2 separate regions of the Mus musculus genome follow, and region 1 is linked to region 2. A link is a contact called in public HiChIP or PLAC-seq data. All regions are on one chromosome and are shown on one strand. Each heading gives the region's core, a stretch centred on a gene start, on an enhancer-like site or on the middle of the called end of the contact. The rest is flanking DNA. Distances are from core to core; before and after follow the strand shown.

Region 1 (4,086 bases), core at 1,441-3,940, 390 kb before region 2:
TCCTCAGGGATCCAAATCCCATTTCTGGTGAGGCTTCTTTAAATGACTGACCAGAAATACTTATAGCGAGAAGCTCCCAATTACAACTTGTGACACCTCTCTACCTGTAACACTCCACAGCTCCCAGGAACTCCAAGTCTCCAGCCAGCTTCTCCCTAACTTTGCCAATCATCATCATGGTAACGAAACTGTTAATACCGACTAACTTAGGGCCATTAGCTGTACCATTCTAAGTACTTTATGTCAACTGACTCATTTAGTCTCATGACATCCTGGGAAGTACACGCTGTACCCATTTTAAAAGATGAGGAAACATAGAGGGACACGAAGAAAACAGCTCAAGGTCACCGCCAGGATAGGAACCCAGACAGGCTGGCACTGTGCCCTGACCAGTCCTCTCGGCCACCGCACCGAGAAGCTGGAGAGACTCCAAAAGCAGCAGCAGCAGCAGCAGCAGCAGCAGCAGCAGCAGCAACCAAGGGCAGATGCTAAGTATACCCATTCATGTATGCATTCATCCATGAACGACATCACTGATTCATCCCACCTGGCACCAACGCCTCAGCGAGTGAACAGGCCCCCTGCTCTGCCTCACCATACTGGGTCTTCTGCATAGGCAGAAATGGATGCTGCCTCCGCTTGCCAGGGCAGATAGATAGATAGGGTTTGGAGCGGGAGAGACCTTAGACATGGACAGGGCTGGTAGTGGGGTGGTGGAAGGGGCTGCTCAACGTCACCCAGCATGCTGCCAGGTTCTATCCCACATCAGAGAGAAGAAGTGGCTGGAGAGGAGTGGCCACAGGGGCCAGCCTGTAAGAACAGTGAGCTCCTGAGAGGTCTGCAGCTAGTCCTTTGGAGGGCAGGGAGAATTGCTGGAAGCCTGGGGTCATGAAGTCAAATGATGGTGGAACAGGCTAGCTGGTGGCTGATGGAGGAGGAACAGGAGGAAGAAGAGGAGGAAGAAGGGGAGGAGGAAGAGGAGGAGGAGGGAGGGGAGGAGGAAGGGGAGGAGGAAGAGGAAGAGGAGGAGGAGGTAGTGACAGGTGTCTTTGGCCATTCCAGCCATGCCTTTGTTCTTCCCTCGCCTCCCATTTTCCCCTAAGGCCTCCAGGACCACCCAAGGGTTGATGAACTGAGGGTGTCTGGTAGCACTGGGGGGGGGTCCCCTCCCACAGATAGCATATCAGGAAGTGGGTGGCCCAGGGATCTATCCATGTCCCACAGTATACCATGATTGCTCTGAGCACTTCCCAAGGAGCACTCTGCAGGAGGCTCTCAGATGTCTCTCAGGCCCACCATCTCCTACGGAACAGAGGAGGAGACCAAGGTCTCAGAAGCAGCAGGCAAGATGAAAACCCTGGCTAGAAGCCACCAGAGCCTTGGAGCTGTTCAGCCTTAGTGTCTTGAGACAGGCTTGGAAGACAGATAGACAGTAGGGAGCCAGCCAGGGGCTCATTGACCTCCTATCTACAGCCTATGACACCAGAAAGGCCAAGACATAGGCCTGTGCCCTGTGTCAAGTGACCTTGGGCAGGAAGCTACTCCACAGGTCCTCCCACTCTCACTCTGCATATGGCCAAGAGAGTAAGGGAGACTCTGGAATGACCTGGGAGTGCTGTCTGCACCTAGGATAAAGTAAGGTATCTACAGATCAGGGAATGGCAGTCAGGACTCAGGTCTCCGGATTCCCAATGCCAGGGACTGGCTCTGACTTGGAAGTCATCGTCACCCGGGCTCTTTCAGTGTGTCCCCCTCCTTTGTCACCAGATACGGCAAGCCCATCTGCATTCCACCTAAATTATTTATGTATCATTATTTAAATCATTTTAAACCAATCACCTTCTTTTTTATATAGCCTCATCTAAAGTACTATCGTCTGCCAAATCATGGGTCTTATATACTAATTATACATATTTTCTAATCCACATGAAAATAAATACATAATATTAAAAAATGTGAAATCAGCCCCACACCTGCTTCCCGGCACATCAGTGTGCAGGGCCTGGGAGAGTGCAGGCTTGTTGTTCAGGAGCCTCTGTTCAGGTGGGGCGGATGTGTCCATGAGCACTAGGGCTGCTGTGGAGCCAGAGCACAGGTGGGAAGTGAGAGGAGACAGAGATTTCTAGAAGAGCACAGGGGCTTAGCTGGGCTGCCCCTTTCTTCCATAGGACGGACGGTTTGAGCCCCAAGTTCTTAGTCCATTTCCCAAGACGTGCACAGCACACTAGCTGAATCCTAGAAGGTAAGTCCACACAGCAGAAATAGACATCACCTCTCGCTGGGAGATGGGGGGTGTCTCAATCTCCCCATAAGTATAGAGGCCGGGCACTCCCCCAGCTCCATCAGTCAGACTGCAGCTTAAGCACTCATGGTTGCTTATACTAAATGTTCCTGGTGAACCCCTGCACCCCAGACAGGCCCCCTGACCACTTTCCCCCAACACCCCCAGGAACCTTTAGTGCATCTGAGTTCTAAGGCTGGGCGGGGGCGGGGGAGGGGGAGACAAGGTCATCATGTGTGACAGCCACAAGATTAGACAATCAGCTAATCACCAGCAAATCTGAATCCCATCTTTACATAGAACAAATATAGTATTTACGTAAAAGTTGTTAAGAGTTCCTCTTTTTAATTAGCAGAAATAAATGCAAGATGAATGGTAACTAGGCAGCTGGCGGATTTAGTAGCACAGTCACGCCTGCAGTAGTACTCCAGTCCTTACACACAGCGCTCCTGGGGTGCGGCAGACCCTACGTGTACACAGTATTTATAAAAACCAAAGTACACAGGGCCAGAGAACATTGCCTGGCCTTGCTGGATGGCAAAGGTCCTGGCAGTGTGCAGGGCCCAAGAGGGGAGAAGCCAAGATGCCCAGCAGGGAGGAGGGGCTGTGAAGATACCACCAAGGCCCCACGGGTCTATTTCAGGCCTGGCATGTGTCTAGAGCAGCCCGGAATGGACCTCCCCAGCAGGAAGTAGACTAGCGGACAAGGGAAAGGTAGCAGCTGTCTTGACCCTCCTGACTCTTTCTCTGCTCTGGCTGCTTATTTCTTTGGCTGGCCCTGGATATTTACTGGGTATTTCTCAAGCTGCTACCTGAGGTCCATACAGAGAAAGGGAATTTTTTCTTTCTTTCTTCCCGAAGCTCCCGAGGAACTAGATCCAGGGGTAATGCTCTCAACACATTGGCACTGAGAAGTTCCTGGCCAGAGGAGCACCCAGTGTTGGCGGGAGCCAGGGAAAGAAGTCCAGAGGAAGAGATAGAGATGGGAATTGGGTTTCCAAGGATGCATAGAAGGGAGTGTAACAAACACAGGTGAAGAGCGGCAGTTGCTATGCTCATGAGTGCCCAGGCTCATGGAGGTGGGAGAAGGAAACAGGGTCTTGGATGCCAGAATAAGGCCTCCTAGAGAGGGCCACTCAGAGAGATGCTCAGCCTCCCCCTTGGCTGGTCTTTCCCCAGTTCCCCTCCCCCAACCCCAGCACCACAGAGAGGGCCAGGTGGACCCCCGCCATTAGAGGCAGCTGGTCTGGCTCAGCAGAGCACGCACTAGCAGAGGGAGGCTAACCTGATTACAGGAGCTGTCAGTCTGCAGGAAGGGAGGTGGCTGGGATGGGCGCTGGGAATGTACGGATCGGCACAGATGGGGCCAGCCTGGGGTCCTCAGTGACGGGTGGTCTCTGGAAGCCTGGGAAGCCAGTGGACAGCCCCTACCCCCACTCCAAAGCTACAGCACCCTGAAGAGCAGCTACCCCCGCCTGGACACAAGCTCTGGTCTCTAAAAAAAAAAAAATGAGCTGGGGGGCAGGCAAATTGGTCTCCAGGCAGGCCCTTTGAGGTTCATCACACTCCCTACCACTCCCTCTTGTCTTCCACTAGACCAGTGTCTAGGCTCCTGAGTGTGCTGCCCTGGGAACAGTGGTTCCTCCCCACAGGAACTCAGAGAAGCAGGTAAGGGAGGAATCTGAGAGCCAAAGCCCTGGGTGGTAGCTTAAGGGTGCCTTTGAACACTGTGGGTTCAGAAGGATTCCCCAAAGGGAAACCCTTTCACCTCTTCAGCAGGGCAGCTCTTGACCCTCCCTCAACCC
Region 2 (3,929 bases), core at 413-2,912:
GACAGCCAGGGCTACGTAGTGAAACCTTGTCTCCCCTGACTCCAAACCAGGACAGTAAGTATTCATTTTTATGGTTGCAGTGTTTGTGAATCCAGTGTATAATAATCAAACAAAGACAATAACATTTCTATCCCCTTAGATCCTGACCTGTTTGTTATGTGTAGAACATTTAAAGACCTCTCATGTGCTGATTTTGAGATCTACAATATTATTGTTAACTATGTTCATCCAATTGCACACAAAAACAGTGTTGTTGTGTGTCATATTTTGTGGGGGAGTACATGCAGTCTCACATGTGTACATATGTGCATGTGTGTGCATGTGTATGTGTGTGCATGTGTATGTGATATATAGAGAGGGGGAGGGGGAAGGAGAGGAAGAGAGTGCATGTAACCAGCAGTCAAGGTCAAGTGTCCTCCGTATTGCCCAGTACCTGATTTCACTGAACTTGGAGTTCACCACGTGCCTAAAGTCACTCGGCTCCAGGCATCCTCCTGGCTCCACGTCTCTGTGCTGGGATTACAGGTGCACACTCACAGCACATGGCGTTTTACCTGTGTGCTGGAGTTTGAACTCAGGTCCTACTGCTTACACATGTGCCTTCCGACCTAGCCATCTCCCCATCCATCCCCTTGCCACGTGTTGTTTGAGTATTGTAGGTGTATGCATTTCTATGCAAAGCGCACAGCATTGGATGTTGAAAAAAATGAGCAACTTGAGGCTCAGAGAGGCAGAGCAACTTACCCGGCTCACACAGCCTCTACTTGCTGTACTTTTGCCAGATCCCCATCCCTGAGCCTAGAGGTGAAATCCCTGCTCCTTAGCCAGCATCCGTTCTTCACAAGCTACCCAGGCCATTACTGAAGTGTGAACGTTAGGAAAGAAGGCTTTGCCAGCCAGCCATGGCATGTCACCACCCTGATATACTGAAGAGGGTCATTTTCACCTCTGCCGTGTAACATTGGGTATACATTTTTCTCTTTCTGCCCCTGTGGTCCATATCTATAAAATGTGTTCAGTACCCTCCTTCTAGGGATGTGAGATACTAGTTCATTTTTTCAACCCTCTAAGTAATTTCTCTGTAAGTGATTTGCGGATTCCCAGCTCAGGACATTCCACCCCCTTTGAACCACTGCCCGAGCTCACTTTTGCATTAATATCTGACCACCCTGCCCTGCAGACCTATCCACAGAGGGATATTAAATGCACCATGCCGTTTTCTACGAAGCAGCTCTACAGCACACTCAACTCCCCACCTTGAATGTGGTTGCTACTGGGTTTCAGAAGCAATGAGAGGATCCCTAAAAAGGAAAGAGTGGGGAGGCAATGGATGGTCAGACACAAAAACAAGTGTGGATGTGTTTTTGACTGCAGGTGCAGTGCAGCCTGGGGTGGGGGCAGTAGCTGGAACAGCTAGTAGCTAACAAGGGATCGCCCCCTGCAGGGAGAAGGTGCTGGACCCCAGCATGGTGGCTAGTGGGACTTGCAGGCTCCTGGTTCCCTGATCTCAGGGCTGCCTCCACTTTGCAGCCTCTGTCCCTGAGCCTGGCTCCTGCCAACGTTTATCCACAGCAGCCTCACAGCCACTGCAGAGCAAACAAAGGCAGAGGTGCTCCTGTAGACAGCGCACCACGGCTGGGAAACAGGGGCTGTCTGTACCTTTCGATGCTGTCACCCCATTAATCTTGTACCTCTGCAGCCCTTCTGAAGAGCACACTCAGAGTGGCCCATTCATTACAGCTCTAATAACAGCGGCGGGCATGAAAGTGCCAGGCTGTGGAGGAGCCGGCCTCTGTAGCTGCACAAAGCCAATACTTTTTAAATACATTTACACAGCAATAAATAAAAGCGGTCTCAGTTTACCTCGGTATTAAACTCTATTTGCGCGTCAGAGTTAAGGGCCGCATTTGTGTCTTGCTATTCAAATTTATTCGTGTGCAGCTCTGAGCCCGACTGCATTTATTTCATCGTGTAGTAATGGTGGCTGAAGCTTAAGGGGCCTTTCATCACCAGGCTGCCCTCATTAAGGGCTCTGCTCCAGGCTCCTGGGCTCAATTCGGCCACCGTGAAGACCACCCCCATTAACCAGAGGGAAGGACAAGGCAAAGAACTGATAGGGCTTCATTAGCCTCCCCTGGCAGCTGGCTGGCCAGGAGCCAGGGACTAGTAAGGTCCCTGTCCCCCAAACTCTGCCACAGAGATGATTCCCTAAAGGGTTAGATGTATCTTCCACCCACCCTTCCTCCACGTACAATATTGAGTCCCAGGGGCATCGCTAGAGCAGGTGGGGCTCTGGCACGGCAAAGATCCATTCAAGATCATTCTGACCTTGGATGGCTTGTTTCAAGGCTGGTCAGTTTGGGAGCATGTTCACCATTGGAAGCAGTTCAATGCAACCGCTGTGGACAATTCCTTCCCTCCACAGGCAGCTCAGAGTTCAACGGGCCCCTCTGCTTTCCTTCAGAGGCTCTGGGACGAGGAAAAAGAACACCATCGATGTTCAAGCTTGGCGGGCAATAAATCTCTTGCCTGTAGCTTGTGGAAACACTGTCCAGAGGCCTTCTGATATTAGGAACCCAAAGCTCCAGAACTTCAAATCCTCGAACATTGTCCTTGGGTTGAGGCCAAGGCAAGTAGGCACATGGTACCTGCTGGCCATGGCCGGAGGACTTTCCGGGATGGGGTGGGGCTCTGTGTAGATAATAAAGACAAGGTTTGCATTTGTCGGTAGAGGAGGAATGCATGCGCCTGTGGAGGTCAGAGGTCAACTCACAACATCACTTGTACAGGAGCCCTCTACCTTGTTCCTTTGAAACAGTCTCTCCCTTGTACTTGAAGCTCTATGCTTTCAGCTATGCCGATTGACCATGGAGCCCCAGGGACCAGCTTGTCTCTCCCTCCCCAATGTTGGAATTACAAGGTCATGCCACCATAACCTTTTCACATGAGTGCTAAGGGATCCAAATTCAGGTCCTCGTGCTTGTGCAACAAGTACTTTATTGACCGTAGGGATTTGTGACATCAACGGAAGAGCCTCAAGAAGGTGTCATGAGAATACCTGGATCCCCTTACATGTGTCAAATGGTGGCATCTTATTTCCAAGCAAAATCTAGCTCTTGGTGACCTGTTCTCAAATTCACCTGGGGTGATCTTTTTACCTTGTTTCATTTGTCCTGAGTCTAGGAGACATACTAGGAAGATATTGCCTCCCCTGGAACAGCCCAGTGCCAAGGAAACAGAAAGTCTCTCCCTACAATAGGAAAGCGGAGGCCATACAGCTGGTCAGTTTTGCAGTTGAGAAACTCTAGTCTGGCTCTTTATCCCTATGTGGCAGAAACAGCATCAGTAATTATAGGGCCACAGCTGGACCCTAGACCTCTGAGGCAATCTTGTGGGAGGAATTGACGGCCCCTCTATATGTTTATGGGGTCGTAGGATCCCCAAGGTCCTTCAGCTGGCAATAGCTCCAGATTTTATGAGATGTGGTAGTCTTTCTTCCAAGATTTTCTATGCATCCGGTTCCTACCCTTTTCCATGGATCTCCTTCACATTCCGGGCACAGGGCATGAAGAATGCTAGGTACCCGCAGGTGAGGGTTTTGACTCAGGACTTGTGATCTCTGCATGCCAAGCTTTGGGCATGTCTTGTCACCTATAAAAGCCTGTTGGAGTTGATATGAGCCTATGTCTCTTACCGTTATCGCAAGCTCTGGGGGCAGAAATTTCTTAAGACAAAAGAGCCCAGGTGCTAGTCTTAGGTTGGTCAAGAATCCTATTTTTCTATCTTACATCTATGTCACTCTAGGCCAACTGTGTCACCTCTGTGAGCCCCTCTGAAGGAAGGCTAAGAAATAAATGCTTTACATATCACCCAGGGGCTTTGTAATGACTGGAAACATAGGAGGTACTCAGCAATTAGCAAATAACAGG

Evidence for each region. HiChIP or PLAC-seq counts read pairs in DNA pulled down with a chosen protein or histone mark.
Region 1: an SMC1A HiChIP or PLAC-seq map of large pre-B cells shows a contact between it and region 2, with 4 times the contacts expected there. The contact joins two enhancer-like sites. A contact is called at or near these places in 2 of 39 promoter capture datasets (hippocampal neurons and liver), 2 of 15 datasets of contacts at CTCF or cohesin (large pre-B cells and pro-B cells), 2 of 484 Hi-C or Micro-C datasets (the N1E-115 cell line and cranial neural crest) and 6 of 115 datasets of contacts at active chromatin or transcription factors (T-cell acute lymphoblastic leukemia, embryonic basal ganglia, embryonic stem cells and 2 more).

Annotation. Positions count from the first base shown.
Region 1 is chr14:25,512,450-25,516,535 of GRCm38.p6, reverse strand. All of the region lies in intron 2 of Zmiz1 (zinc finger, MIZ-type containing 1), which reads right to left. Among named protein-coding and RNA genes, the nearest start is that of Mir3075, 20 kb to the left of the region's middle. Within about 2 kb of position 2,690, at least 27 of the 459 cell types and tissues checked have an H3K27ac peak or open chromatin away from gene starts, as enhancers often do.
Region 2 is chr14:25,121,839-25,125,767 of GRCm38.p6, reverse strand. No RefSeq gene overlaps it. Among named protein-coding and RNA genes, the nearest start is that of Gm32224, 4.2 kb to the left of the region's middle. Within about 2 kb of position 1,662, at least 20 of the 459 cell types and tissues checked have an H3K27ac peak or open chromatin away from gene starts, as enhancers often do.